Linked DNA regions of Sus scrofa: region 2 is linked to region 1. The links are chromatin contacts, called in public HiChIP or PLAC-seq maps. All regions are on one chromosome and are shown on one strand. Each heading gives the region's core, a stretch centred on a gene start, on an enhancer-like site or on the middle of the called end of the contact. The rest is flanking DNA. Distances are from core to core; before and after follow the strand shown. Region 1 overlaps CEP250 (centrosome-associated protein CEP250). Region 2 overlaps PHF20 (PHD finger protein 20).

Region 1 (3,454 bases), core at 495-2,994:
AATGCTATGTTGGAGCAGTCAGATGAGAGGCCGTTCTTTCCCTGAGAGAATGGCCTAGCCCTCTGAGCCCTCTCTTTTTAGCCTGACTCTGTTGCTGGTGGAAAAGGAACAGAGACTCCTTGGTTTACAAGAGGCCGACTCCATTCGACAACAAGAGCTGAGCTCCCTGCGCCAGGACATGCAGGAGGCCCAGGCAGGGCAGAAAGAGCTCAGCGCCCAGGTATTTCCCTCCCCACTATTCGTCCTCTTCCTTGGTGATGGAAGTCAGGCTGGGATGTCAGCAGACCCAGCAGGTGGGAGAGAAGCCAGGATGGGGCGGGGTGGAGCTTGGGAACCTGATTCAGAGTTGAGAACAGCCCCTGTAGGGAGCCCAACGGCTCAGAGTCTAAAGCCCAGAGGGGCAGAGCTCACGCAGGCCTGGTTCAAGCAGAGCCACTGCCAAGTGTGCCTGGTCTAATGGCAAGACACAGCAGGGGGAACAAGTGTTATTTCAGATCAGGTTGGTGGTGGTGGCAAGAGGACTTTCCGGGGCTTGGTCAGCTGACAGCAGGAGCCCAGACCTGTGTAGAGGGGAATGATGGACCTGGGCAGGGAGTGGCCGGCAGGGCTGAGAGTGAGACAGTAAGAGCTGGACAGTAGACTGCGGTAGATGAGGACCCAGGTCTGGTTGTTAGACAGTGCTGAGTATGACTCCCAGCTCTACTGCTTACTGGTTGTGCAGACATCCCTTTATTCATCCATAAAACAAGGATGATTGTTCTTTTTTTCATTTACAGTGATTTTTATTTCTTCCATTATAGCTGGTTTACAGTGTTGTGTCAATTTTCTACTGCACAGCAAGGTGACCCAGTTACACATACATGTATACATTCTTTTTCTTACATTATCATGCTCCATCGTAAGTGACCAGACATAGTTCCTAGTGAGATGATCGTTCTTAATAGGAATATATAAAGTGTCAGGAACAGTAAAAGCATTCAAAAAATGGTGGTCATTATTATCATGACCGGTCTTATTAGGCTCAGTATCAGGGTTTCAGACAGAGTTCTTTTTTTTTAATGCCTATAATCAGTTTATTAATAATTAACAAGCACTAGAGAGTTCTTTTTTTAATTAAAAATTTTTATTATAGCTGATTTACAATGTTCTGTTAATTTCTGGATGTAATTCCCCGTGCTATGTGTCAGGACGTCATTGCTTACCCATTTTAAATAAAATAGTTTGCATCTACTAACCTCAGACTCCCAGTTAGGCAGAGTTCTAATCATGGCAGGGAGCTGGCATTGTTGCCAGGGGGACCAGGGCCAGAGCCCATTTGAATAGCCCAGGCCCATATGTTAAGAGTCAGTAGGTCAGTGTGCAGGTCAAATCCAGGGTAATACTTGTTCCAGAGGCCTCCCTACCTGCTGGAGAGCTGAGCCTACTTAAATCCACCTAGCCCCCAAGACTGAATGGCGTCAGGCCTAGGAGGGTCTGAGGAGAGGGTGTCCATTCCCTGCCCAGAGTGACCACACTTCCTCCCTGGCAGGTGGAATTACTGAAGCAGGAGGTGAAGGCAAAGGAGACTGACTTTCTGGCCCAGGAAGCGCGGCTGCTGGAAGAGCTGGAGGCATCTCAAGTAACAGAGCAGCAGCTACGAGCTTCCTTGTGGGCCCAGGAAGCCAAGGCCGCACAACTACAGCTGCGACTGCGCAGCACAGAGAGCCAGCTGGAGGTGCTGCTGGCAGAGCAGCAGCCTGGGCACCAGGCCCAGGCCCAGCTGGCCAGCCTTTGTGCTGTCCTGCAGCAGGCCCTGGGGTCTGTTTGTGAGAGCAGGCCTGAGCTGAGTGGCGGGGGAGACTCTGCTCCCTCCCTCTGGGGCCCTGAGCCAGGTGAGGCAGCCACCCAGGAACCCTGTCCTTTTGTCAAAGCCAGGACTATCTCCCAAGGGAAAAGCAAAGGGAATGCAGTTCCTTAGGCAAGACTGCATCAAGGCTAAGGCCACAGACTCTGAAATTAATTCAATCAGAGTTTGAACCCAAGCTCTGCCATTTGTTAGATGTATATCCTTGCACAAGTCACCTCTCCTCTCTGAGCTTGATTTTCTCAACTATAAAATGAGGATGTAGGAGTTCCTATCATGGCTCAGCGGAAACAAATATGACTGATATCCATGAGGACACAGGTTCGATACCTGGCCTCGGTCAGTGGGTTAAGGATCCAGCATTGCCATAAGCTGTGGTGTAGGTCGAAGATGTGGCTCGGATCTGGTGTTGCTGTGGCTATGGTACAGGCCGGCAGATGCAGCTCCAGTTTGACCCCTAGCCTGGGAACCTCCATATGCTGCGGATGTGGCCATAAAAAGACAAAAAAAATTAAAATGAGGATGTAAAAGGTACTTTCCTTGGGAGTTCCTCTTGTGGCTCAAGAGGTTAGGAACCTGACTAGTATCCACGTAGATGCAGGTTTGATCCCTGGCCTCACTCAGCGGGTTGAGGATGTGGCATTGCCACAAGCTGCAGCGTAGGTCACAGATGTGGCTTGGATCTGGCATTGCTGTAGCTGTAGGATAGGCCAGCAGCTGCAGCTCCAATTCTACCCCTAGCCCGAGAACTTCCATATGGTGCAGGTGTGGCCCTAAAAAGAAAAAAAAAAAGTACTTTCCTCTTGGGATTTTTCTATGAGATGACAGAAATAAAATCACTCCCACAATTCCTGGCACTTATTAAGTGCCTATTAAATGATAGCTGGCATTATCTCATTCCCATCACAGTACCCAGCACTTAGGTATACAGACAGTGCATGATGAATGAACTGCTGAGGGTGGTTCTTTGAGGAGAGGAGGGATGGGTGGGAAAGTCAAGGCCATGTCTGGGAAGTGTGGCTGCTTCTTCTCATAGTGCAGCCAAGTCAGGGGGTGTCTTTCTCACTTTTTCAGACCAGAATGGAGCTAGGACCCTTTTCAAGAGAGGGCCCCTCCTGACAGCTCTCTCGGCTGAGGCGGTGGCCTCTGCCCTTCACAAGCTTAACCAAGACCTGTGGAAGACTCAGCAGGCCCGGGTATGTGTCCCTGCTCTCCTTCCTCAAACTTTTCACCTCCTCTGAAAAAGGCTTCTGAAGCAGTTTGACCTGTTTTATTCCTAACATCAAGTTGGCATGAGTTCCACCTCTGTCATTTACTACCTGGCAACCATGAATGAAGCCTTTGGCTTCCTGGGCCTTGGTTTCACTGGTAAAGTAGAGCACATCGTGCCTGCGTCCCAGGGCTGGGAGGATGAAAGGAGCAAGGGACTTGAGTGAGCCCTGTAAACCGTGATGCTCTACAGAGGTGTGATACTGTTTGGCATTGCTTCCCTCACAGTCATGAATTGTTCTTGGTGCCAAGACCTCCAAGAAAAACCCACAAATTGAGGACAATTCTAGGCCTAAGACTGAACTCATTGTCCTGCAAATTCCACCTCACAGTGAACCTAGC
Region 2 (3,454 bases), core at 552-3,051, 340 kb after region 1:
CTGATACAATTTTTTTTTTTTTTGCGGAGGGGGGGGGTCTTTTTAGGGCCATACCTGTGGCATATGGAGGTTCCCAGGCTAGGGATCTAATCAGAGCTGTAGCCACTGGCCTATGCCACAGCCGAAGCAATGCCAGATCCAAGCTATGTCTATAACCTACACTGCAGCTCATGGCAATGCCAGATCCTTAACCAACTAGAGCGAGGCCAGGGATTGCCACCCAATGGTTACTAGTTGGATTTGTTAAAGACTGAGTCATGATGGGAATTCCTCCTGATAAAAATTTTACTTTGATGCCTGCCAAACGGTTATTTCTAACTCTCATCTTTTCTTCTACACTTGTTAGTTTGTATTCTATTGTAAGGAAGAGCCTGCCTGTCCTGACTTCCTCCCTGCTTCTTCCATTCTGGGGCCTGGGATCAAACCTGAGTTATTAATAATGCCAAATCCTTAACCGCTAGGCCAGTAGGGAACTCCTTTTCTTTCTTTTTATATCCACATGGACTGATGGATTCTTTTGTTCTCTGGGTTACAGTCTGTCTCTATCATTATTTATTTTAATCAATTATTGTCCCACATTTGGCCAGTGGGAGCCCTTCAAACTGGTTCCTTTGTCATCTTTACTTTGTGGCATAACAAGATGTTCCAAGCTTATATTGTTCTTATCCAATCTTGGATTCAGTCTTTTCTGTAAGAAGCCCTTTCTCCACTTTACATGGAGAACTGTAGTGAGGAACCAAGAGCTGAGTGCTAGGTGTGCTCATGGCTCCTGGGGCATACAGAGAAAATGTGAAAGTTCCTCTTTACTACCTGCTTTCCTAGCTTGAGCTCCTCACTAGAGCTGCCAACAGTTTGATATCTATCCTTATGGTTTCCTTTCTGTGCTTTTTTTTTTTTTTTTTTTTTTTTTGTCTTTTCAGGGCTGCACCCACGGCATATGGAGGTTCCCAGGCTAGGGGTTCAATCGGAGCTGTAGCCGCTGGCCTACGCCACAGCCATGTCAACTTGGGATCTGAGCTGCGTCTGCGACCTACACCACAGCTCACAGCAACGCTGGATCCTTAACCCACTGATCAAGGCCAGGGATCGAACCTGCCACCCCATGGTTCCTGGTCGGATTCGTTTCTGCTGTGCCACAATGGGAACGCCTCTGGGCATTTTTATAATACGTTTTTTCCCATGTGTAACCATATGTGGGGTCATAGAATATGTACTGATCAACTTCCTTTTCTGACTTGATAATGTATCTTGACATGATCCATATCAGTAAGTACAGAGCTACTTCATTCTTTTAAATGGCTTGTTAGAATTATATAGTGTAGACTTCTCATAATTTACTATCCCTCTGTTTATGGACACTTTGTTTTTTTTTTAATTCTAAGCATTTGACTGGATTTGCTGTGAATATTTAAATTTGTTCATGTTTCTCTTTGGTTGCTTTTTGATGCTTCATAGCTGAGAAAGTTTTTCCTTCATAGACCTGGAAAATGTTTTATTCATAGTATTTGAAGTACATGTCAAAAAAGTATTAAACTATAGGGGTCATGTGGTATCCTCATTGACAAGAATACCAGCTGTATTAGGGGTTGGTTCTGAGGGAACACAGGACAATGAGCCTTATCCTCTGGCTGGAGAAGTGACAGATAGCAAGATCCAGGAGCAGCTCTGCAGTGCTAAAGATAGGGTGCAGCAAATTGTTGTTTGTGCCAGGTGTTGATAGCATGTGGTGCCTGCAAGCCAGGGCCATCTGGACGCCTTCATGCATTTGGAACGAGCTAAGTCTGGGTGGCAGTAAAGACTTGGCTCAGGTGGGTAGGAATGGCAGGGAGAGGGCACACCATTAGCAGAGGTGCAAGCTATGAGAGTGTGAAGAAGCTATTCCTGGGGCCAGGAATTGGCCGGGGCAGCTGCTGAGGCCCATTTTGGATTAATTAATAGGAGATGAGTTTGGAAGGTAATATGGTGCTCAGAATGACATGGGCTTAGAATACCAGACTGAGTATTGCTAGCCAGGATGAATACCATCATCATAGTCATCCGACTCTGAGGTTTTGAGGTACAGGCAATGGACATACAAAAACCCCAGCTATATGGAACATTATTTCTAGGCCAAGCTTTAGAAAACATTGTTTAAAAACTTTTTTTTTTTAAGTAAGAAAGTAATAAGTGCTTATTGTAAAAGGAAAAGTATAAAGCATTACCCAAACAAATAGAAAACAAGTGGGCTTCTGATTCTACTCACTTGCTATGTGACAGTATTCACAAACATAGCTTAAAACAACATATTTACTTTCTCACAGTTTTTGTGGGTTAACTGTTCAAGCACAGCTTAACAGGCTTCTCTGCAAGGCTGCCATCAAGGGGTTGACCAGGGCTGTAGTCTTATCTGAAAACTCTACTGTGGAAGGATATGCTTCCAGTCTCACAGGTTGTTGGTAGCATTCAATTTTTTGCAGGTTGTCAGACTGAGGGCCAGCTTTTTTGTGGGCACTCTCAGTTCCATGCCACATGCATCTGAGTAGCTCACAACATAGCAGCTTGTTTCATCCAGCCAGCAAGTGAGATGGATGCTACAATCTTAATAATCATGAAAGGGACACCCTCTCATCTTTGTCTGTTCTATTAGAGGCATGTTATAGGTCCTGCCCACACTCAAGGGGAGGGGATTACACATGGATGTGGGTACCAGGAAGCAGGGATTATTAGGAGACATTTTATAGTCTATTTCTACCCCCCCACCAAAAAACCCCCACAAGCATTCCTTAGTGTTATACCAAACACCATTATTAAAAGCAAATTCAAGGGAGTTTTCCTGTGGTGCAGCTGGTTAAGAATCACTGCGGTGGCTCAGGTCAGGAGTTTTATCCTGGGCTCAAGAACTTCCTCATGTTGTAGATGTGGCCAAGAAAAATAGCAAATTCAGATTCTGTGGACCATTTTTCCTCTCATATACTAAGGTATAGTAGTAATTTTGGAGAGGCAAGAGCAAAGAGTGACTTGAGATTTTAAGTCTGGTAACCTAGGACAGAGCTCTGTGCTTTGCCTCAGTTCTTGCAAATGAAAATCTGTTAAACATGAGGGAGAGCACAGAGTATTTAAATGGTAATACCCGTAACTATTCGCAAATATTTATTTCCGTACTGCTTTCTAAAACAGGAATAAATTGTTTTCAGTAGTATACCTTCTATTCCAAGGATAATTCGATTGCCCATAACTTTTGAACCAGGTTCCCTGGAGGATTTAATATACGTATTTTCTGCACGTTGTCTCCTAGTAACTGCTTTTCTGTTGACAAAGGGCCATAGTATCCCAAGAGTGGATGATGTCACTTAGCTGGTGCCATCAGTGACATATGTTCCAAATGAACTATCTTCCTGTTGGGAAATAGACACTGTGTGTGAGACATGGAATTTCTGTAGACAGTGGCCCAGCAGGCCCTTTTGGCAGCCAGTGA

The links. HiChIP or PLAC-seq counts read pairs in DNA pulled down with a chosen protein or histone mark.
Region 2: an H3K27ac HiChIP or PLAC-seq map of skeletal muscle shows a contact between it and region 1, with 3 times the contacts expected there. The contact joins two enhancer-like sites. A contact is called at or near these places in 3 of 47 Hi-C or Micro-C datasets (embryonic fibroblasts, heart right ventricle and retroperitoneal adipose tissue) and 1 of 2 datasets of contacts at active chromatin or transcription factors (skeletal muscle).

The regions. Positions count from the first base shown.
Region 1 is chr17:38,849,782-38,853,235 of Sscrofa11.1, forward strand. It overlaps CEP250 (centrosome-associated protein CEP250), which reads left to right. Exons shown (of 34, transcript XM_013985307.2): 24 at 82-220; 25 at 1,529-1,871; 26 at 2,918-3,039. Among named protein-coding and RNA genes, the nearest start is that of C17H20orf173, 26 kb to the right of the region's middle. Within about 2 kb of position 1,745, at least 11 of the 83 cell types and tissues checked have an H3K27ac peak or open chromatin away from gene starts, as enhancers often do. A contact at or near this core is called in skeletal muscle, where this site is marked.
Region 2 is chr17:39,186,115-39,189,568 of Sscrofa11.1, forward strand. All of the region lies in intron 9 of PHF20 (PHD finger protein 20), which reads left to right. Among named protein-coding and RNA genes, the nearest start is that of CNBD2, 58 kb to the right of the region's middle. Within about 2 kb of position 1,802, at least 2 of the 83 cell types and tissues checked have an H3K27ac peak or open chromatin away from gene starts, as enhancers often do. A contact at or near this core is called in skeletal muscle, where this site is marked.